Linked DNA regions of Canis lupus: region 2 is linked to region 1. Evidence: chromatin contacts called from public Hi-C data. All regions are on one chromosome and are shown on one strand. Each heading gives the region's core, a stretch centred on a gene start, on an enhancer-like site or on the middle of the called end of the contact. The rest is flanking DNA. Distances are from core to core; before and after follow the strand shown.

Region 1 (3,740 bases), core at 383-2,882:
GTTTTCCTACTCTGGCTCTACTGTGATTTCTTCTCTCTCTTCTTTTTTTTAAGATTTTATTTATTTATTCATGAGAGACAGGGTCACAGGCAGAGGCAGAAGCAGGCTCCATGCAGGGAGCCCCATGCGGGGAGCCCCATGCGGGAGTCGATCCTGGGTCTCGATCCTGGGTCTCCAGGATCACGCCCTGGGCTGAAGGCGGCGCTAAACCGCTGAGCCACTGGGGCTGCCCTTCTCTTCATTTTTCATTTCTTGTTTCCTACTAAAGGAAAACGTTCACGTCTGTAGAGCATGTGCTGAGAGCAAGGCATTACCCTAGTCCCTGATGGAGGTCGTAAGTGGGAATGTGCAAAGGTGAGCAAGACGCCCACCGGCGCGGCTAAGGAAGACCTGCCCATCCAAGTTTGAGAGATGAGAACTCCAAACAGCAGAAGAAATGAAATAATTCGGACTTGGAAAAGCGACTGTCATTCAAGGTTAACTTCACCATCGTTGGTTGGTTCATTTTTTCCAGCAGCCATCCCGCAATGCCTCCTCCAGGTCCTCTCCTCAGTGAGCCCAGGGCGGAGCACAGGTCTGGCCGACAGAAGCAGCCATTACCACAGCGTGATGAACGAGCATGAGAGACAGACACAGGACTCAGGAGCCATGGATGCACTTGAGAGAGAGTGGGTAGCTTTCGAACGGATTCCTAAAACGAAACAAATGAAGAAAGGAAAGGGCATGTCAAAACGTTTGGAGCAGCTTAGCGTGGGGCATTTGTTCGGAGATGAGGCGTTGAAGATGCACTGGCCAGAGAGCGGAAAGGCCTTGATTAGCAGACTAGGGGGTTTGGCCTCGTCCACAGAAAGAGATCTGAACAGGTGAGGACCACGATGAGATTTTCGTGTTGGCAATGTCCCTCTGGTACAGCCCGTGCGGTGGACCAGAACAGGACGGGGAAGAGGGCTCCACCACGTACGCTTACGGCAGCTCTATCTTTGTGCTTGAGAGGCTGCACCAGGCGGGCAACCAAGCCAGGCTGGGGGGTGGGGGCGGGGGACTGGAAGGTGAAGGGAGAGTCCGCGCGGGGGATACAGCCAGCACAAGGACGTACGCAGTTCTAGGCACGGCACAGCGGCTGGGGAGACCCGCCTCCCCTTCCAGATCCCTCTGGGGCGGAGCTCGGGCCAAAGCACGTGACGCCTGGGGACCCACCTTTACTGTGGGCAGGCTTCCCGTTCATCCGTGGTTTCACCGGCCGCCACTTGGATCCCCAAGACTCTGACAGTTTTTCCCAGTGCTAGAGGGATCCCTTCTCTTCCGTGCATCCCTATCTGCAACTCCTGCAAAGCGTGGGGAACGGAGAGAAACTGCGAAGGAGTCCCTCTGCCCACACTAAAGATGGCCACCTGCCGCGCTCACTCTGGGTAGGGGAGCGGGTTCCAGGCACCAGGCCTCGCTGGGCGAGGCGCAGACGGAAGGGGCGTCTCTGGAGGTAAGTTTTCGACCTTCCTAGGAGGGAACCTGAGCCGGGGGCGTGGCCTAGTCTAAATCCTAACAGCTGATTGGTAGTTCGGCAGGTGGGCGGGGCGCCCTCGGTACCCTACCCCGCCCTCATCGAACCGGAAGTGTCTCTCGGTCTTTCCAGCTGGTTGTCATTTCACTCGGCTAGGTCCTGAGGAGAAGGACTCAGCCGCGGCTGCGGGACCCGGGCACCGGGAGGCGGTGGCGGCGGCGGCGGCGGCGGCGACAGCGGAGGAGGAAGAGGAGGAAGAAGGAGAGAAGAAGAGCCAGGCGGAGTCCGCAACGACAGCGGGGACTGCGGGACCAGGGTAAAGCGACGGCGGCGGCGGCGGCGGCGACGGCCCAGCAACCGTGAGGAGAAACAAAAGCCTTCTAAATTATAGATTTCTCTAAAATCCGGGGGAAAAAAGAGAGAGCACAAAGGGGGGAGGCCCTTCTCTTTTAGAATAACTACACTAGTGGGTTTTCCCTTTTTTTCCTCTTTTTTTCCCCCTGCGGAGAATCGAACTGAGAGAACTGAACAAACCGCCCCTGGGTCCCATGAGGGAAAAAAACCCCGGAGCCGCAGAGAGGGGAAGAGGCCGAAACCGCAGGACCTTCCAGGTCGCCCCGTTGGCCCCCGCACCCCCGGGCCGCCAGCTCGCCCTCGCCCTCGCCCTCGCCCTCGCCGAGTCTCGCTAATCCTTCCTGATCGCGATCTCCGCCCCCCCGCCCCCCCGCCAGAGGGAGAAACGGGTGTTTCCAGCACATTTCATGGGGGAGAGGAGGCCGGGGGGAGCCCAGGAACAGCGACCGCAGCAAGATCTGCACCCGAAGCCTCAGGAACAGCCCCAGAGGCCAAAACTGCACCCCGTGAAAGAGCAGAAACAGGACCAGGAACAGCAGAAACCTCCCTGCAATCATCTTTCCATTAGTCAATGCTGATTTCCTCTCCCGCAACCAGGAATTCACCTCCCACCCCAGATAACCTAATATAATCTATATATATAAATATATAATATATAATGTTCTTAAATTATTCCTGATTTTTTTTTTAACCAAGCTGCCAAGAAAAGAACGTATTCTCCTCTTAGCCCTATTCTAATTTTTATGTGAGTGAATCTAAACTGCTGAGGAAGACCATATGTGATTGTTAAATTATATATATATATATATATATATTTTTACTCCGCGCAATGCTTATTCTTCTACATCCATAGATGCTTGAGAAGCTGTGTTTTTGTCATTCATGTACATTTTCCTTTGGAAAAAGAAAGCGCCTATTTTACTAACCAAAGACTTGATTTTTACCCTCTTCGTTTTTATTCCCTCCTAGAAATAAGCCCAGTTGGATTCATGTCAATGTTTTAAGAGTTTTTTGTTTGTTTGTTTGTTTGTTTGTTTTTTTAGTTTTTATTTTCTTTCAGAGACCAGAATTCCAAATCAGAACTATTTCAAGTGATAAGCTGCGATCTTTGAGCTAGCTATAAATAAGACATTTCAAACAAACGACTTAAATTTTGGGTAGAGGATACAAAGACGTGAGACATCAGGTTGTCATTTTTTATTGTAAGAATCTGATCCTAAAAATAATAAATGGGGGATTACGGGTTTGGAGTGCTAGTGCAAAGCAATACTGGGAATAAATCTGCTTTTCCAGTCAGATTCCATCCACATCTGCAGCCTCCACACCATCACCAAAATGCCACCCCCAGCCCTGCTGCTTTTATAAATAATAACACAGCTGCCAATGGCAGCAGTGCCGGGTCAGCTTGGCTCTTTCCTGCTCCAGCTACCCATAACATTCAGGATGAGATCTTGGGGTCGGAAAAAGCAAAAAGTCAGCAACAGGAACAGCAAGACCCTTTAGAAAAGCAGCAGCTCTCCCCCAGTCCAGGTCAGGAAGCTGGAATACTGCCTGAATCCGAGAAGGCAAAATCAGAAGAAAATCAAGGGGACAATTCTTCAGAAAATGGCAATGGGAAGGAGAAAATAAGAATTGAGTCACCAGTGTTGACAGGGTTTGATTATCAAGAAGCCACGGGGCTAGGTACTTCAACCCAACCCTTGACGTCTAGTGCATCGTCTCTTACTGGTTTCAGTAACTGGTCAGCAGCGATAGCACCTTCTTCCTCTACAATCATCAATGAAGATGCAAGTTTCTTTCACCAGGGAGGGGTCCCGGCTGCTTCAGCTAATAACGGTGCTCTGTTGTTTCAAAATTTTCCCCATCATGTCAGCCCTGGCTTTGGAGG
Region 2 (3,740 bases), core at 904-3,403, 220 kb before region 1:
ATCTTAAAAAAAAAAAAAAAAAAGAAAATACGTTACCCTGTTTGAAATAAGTTACTGCTTACTGAAAAAGGACAAAGGACAGCAAATATCATCCCCAAACCCGAAAAGATCTTGACAATATAGAACAATCCCTTCAGTTCTTGAAGTGAAAGGACAGAATGTACCTGCCATTAACATTTTATTGCACTATCTATCCCTCACTTGATTCACTTATCAGTTTGTTCTATTTGTATTTTGGGTGCATTGCAAAGTAAATTACAAACATCATCAGTACATTTTCCCCCAAATATTTCAGCAGTCTGGGAAAGGGCCTAAGCCTAAGAATATATATTTCTAACAAATTCTCAGGTGAGGTTGGTGTTGCTGATCCAAGAGTCACACTGAGACCATGGAGCTAAAGCAACAGTGTCTGAAAACACACTGTCTTCCAGAATTAAAACCACCCAGTAGCTAATGGAAGGAACATATAAGGTGTTATGTGGGGGGAGGCTCCAACTCTCCTTTCCCCAACAGCTTTACAATACTGATTTCCCTTTTTTAAAGATGTTATTTATCTATTCATGAGACACATACACAGAGAGGCAGAGACACAGGCAGAGGGAGAAGCAGGCTCCATGCAGGGAGCCCGACGTGGGACTTGATCCCAGGACCCCAGGATCAGGTCCTGAGCCAAAGGCTCAACCACTGAGCCACCCAGGCATCCCTGTTTCTTTTTAAAATAACATGCATACTACATGGATTTAGCTGCATAAAACTGAACATAAGAGATATGAGTGGAGAACTTGTGATGGGAAGTTAAGAATACCCAGAGTCCTGGGAATGGTGGAAGCTCAGTTGGTATGTATCTGAGACACCTCACATAAGGAAAATTAAGCATTAACCACTTCTAGCACCACTTACTGTTTATACTCTCAGGTCCACATGTCAGTTTTCTACCCTACAGTACAAGCTTTGAGGACAGGTAATGACTTACTTGTTCCTGTATCCACACAGCCCACATGCTATAGGCCAGTAAATGTCAATGACTAAATGGAGGACGTCTTTTCCTATCTTTGAGTTGTAATTTTAGGTTCACAATCCTCCTGTTAGACAGGCAGATTTTCTCAGAGAGGAAGAAATCACTTCCCTAGAGGAGTTAACGGCGCCTCCTACACCGACAAACCTAATCTTCTTAGAAAAGCTTCTGAAAAGGGAGAGAATGGAACATTCCAGCAACTACTGTTATGTCTGGTAACACGTGGCTTCATGGAATTCCCAGGGCTGTGGCAAGTAACATGAAATAGCATTTTACTAGGAGGCATTCGGATCTAAAATTGGCACCAAATCCCCTTTGAGCCACGGTGGAGTAAAAGGGTGTCGGTTCTGGAGTAAAAGGGTAATTAAGGGCGTACCTTAATTCGACTGGATACCCAAAGTGCAAATCACTAAGCTAGCGGGAAGAAGCAATAGCTAGCAGCTACCACAGGTGACGACGGCGCATTCACGCCTTCTCGCTTCCTTACTGGTCTTCTCCAACGTTCTTAACACACAGAGGTTTGTTACTGAGGGGCTCAAAGACGTCTCAGCTTGGGAAAGACAGGATGCAGGCTCTCCCCCCTACGTTCACACAACGACTGGACCGCCGCCCCGCTCGCAGTCATGGGGCTGGGAGCCCAACCACGTGTACACGACTCCGGAAGCTTTCTGCACTGCCTCAAGCGGTTTAAAGTATCTTTCGGTTTTCTCTCTGCTTTAGAAAAGCCAAGCTGCGACCCTGCCGTCCTCACGCCCGGCCCCGGCTACCTTGGTGTCCACGTCGGCCAGGCAGTCCCGGCGGAAGCTGTCAAACAGGCCCCTGCTCTTGAGCTGCTCCACGATGAGAGCGATGAGCTGCGGGTCGCCGGGAGGCAGCGAGGCCGGGTTGATGGGGCCGCCGCTCCCGCCGGCCCCCGCCGCGCCCGTCGCCGACCCCGCCGAGGCCTGGCCCGCTCCGCCGCCGCCCACCGAGCCGGGGCCCCCGCCGCCGCCGCCGTCCGCCATGGCTGCGCCCCGGGACCACAAAGGAGACCGAACACGGCTGCTCAGGGGCAGAGAGCCTGAGTCGTGTAGAGAGGGCAGAAGCGCCCAAGAAGGAGGCGGCGGGGGAGGTGGAGAAAGGGGAGGCGGAGGGGGGAGGGGAGAGCGGGGAGGGCAGGGAGGGGGCGGGGGCGGGGGGGGCGGCGGCGGCGGCGGCGGCGGCGGCAGGGGAAGCCGGCTCCGAGGCAACGGGGGTAGAGGTAGGAGCGGTAGCAACTGCCCGCTCCATCTCCGGCGCTCCGCGGATGACGTCACCGCTGGCCTTTGCATTGTGGGGCGGGAAGTTTTTGGCAGTCATCCTCGCCTTTCTTATAGGCAGAGGTCTGGCTCCTGGAAACTACAACCCCCAGGCTCCTGCTCGCTCGGCGCCAGTGTGCGGGACAGAACGCGAATTGGAGGCCCGGGCCCTCGTGATTGCCGCAACCTGCGCTTGGCGTTTCTCGCGCAGTCCCTGCCCCGCTGGTTTTAAACCAGCAGGTCCCACCCAACTGCCCAATGATAAGAATCATCTGTGGGACTCGTTAGCGGTATAAACAGGTTTGTTCGTGACATGTTCCGATTCAGTATTTTTCGGTCGGGCCCTAGGAATCTGTGCTTTTAACACGACCCCCAACGCCCTCCTGAGCAATAGGAGGAGCCCGGGCAATTTGGGCAACAGTAGACTAGTCAAATTTGTATTATGCCAAAAAGAGAAAGGTACTTTCTCTCCCTTCAGATTTTATTCTTTTTTTTTAAGATTTTATTTATTAATCATGAAAGACACACAGAGAGAGGCAGAGACACAGGCAAAGGGAGAAGCAGGCTCCATGCCGGGAGCCCGAGGAGGGACTCGATCCCGAGACCCTAGGATCACGCCCTGGGCCGGAGGCAGACGCTCAACCGCTGAGGCACCCAGGCGTCCCTCTCCCTTCATATTTTTTTAAAAAAAATTTTTTAAAGATTTATTCATGAGAGACACAGGCAGAGGAAGAAGCAGGCTCCATGCAGGGAGCCCGACGTGGGACTTAATCTGGGGTCTCCAGGATCACGCCCTGGGCAGACGGCGGCGCTAAACCGCTGCGCCACCCCGGGGTCCCCTCCCTTCAGGTTTTTATAGCAGTGCACACTTCTTTTAGGAAATTGGAAAATGACAACATTGTGACAAGAAGACAAAAGTTTCCGTGAATTCTTTTCCTGCGTGTGTGGGTTTCCTCCCAGATGATAGACACTGCCAATAATAGTGGTGATAATAATAAATTAATATCAAGTAAATGGGATATGTCAGGCACGATGCTAAACACTTTACACTTGGCAAGAAACTGAAAAGCAGGTAATGTCACTGCTGTTTTACAGATGCAGAAATGGAGACCATATATCGCCTGATCACATAGCTAGAGGCTGAAGAGGAGGCTTTGAACCCAGGTTTTCTGAATCCAAATTTTGCAGCGTTTAACCCAAGCTATGTTACTCCTGAGATCTTGTGGGCATCACACATCAGGTAAGGCGTTTTATCCTGATTTGTTTTTAGCCGCAATTCACCATGGGAACTTCAGGGCTGCCACCACTGTCCTCTCCTTTTAGCCCTTGACTTTTATTAGCTCAACTCCTGTCCACCTGGGGCAATTAGGTCGGCTGTTATTTCCTCATCTTACACAAGCAGTGGGGGTGGGCGTGGATGTAAATAATAATCTCTGCCATATCCTTGG

The links. Hi-C and Micro-C count contacts between places; a contact is called where the count stands out from the background.
Region 2: a Hi-C map of blood shows a contact between it and region 1, with 2.5 times the contacts expected there. The contact joins the promoter of BOD1 here to the promoter of CPEB4 in region 1. A contact is called at or near these places in 2 of 9 Hi-C or Micro-C datasets (amygdala and blood).

What each region holds. Positions count from the first base shown.
Region 1 is chr4:39,550,271-39,554,010 of UU_Cfam_GSD_1.0, reverse strand. CPEB4 (cytoplasmic polyadenylation element-binding protein 4) reads left to right here and starts at 1,632. Exons shown (of 10, transcript XM_038534726.1): 1 at 1,632-3,740. The coding sequence starts at 3,082.
Region 2 is chr4:39,773,384-39,777,123 of UU_Cfam_GSD_1.0, reverse strand. It overlaps BOD1 (biorientation of chromosomes in cell division protein 1), which reads right to left and starts at 2,153. Exons shown (of 4, transcript XR_005358157.1): 1 at 1,783-2,153. LOC102155584 (a long non-coding RNA gene) reads left to right here and starts at 2,289. Exons shown (of 3, transcript XR_005358158.1): 1 at 2,289-2,592; 2 at 3,388-3,532.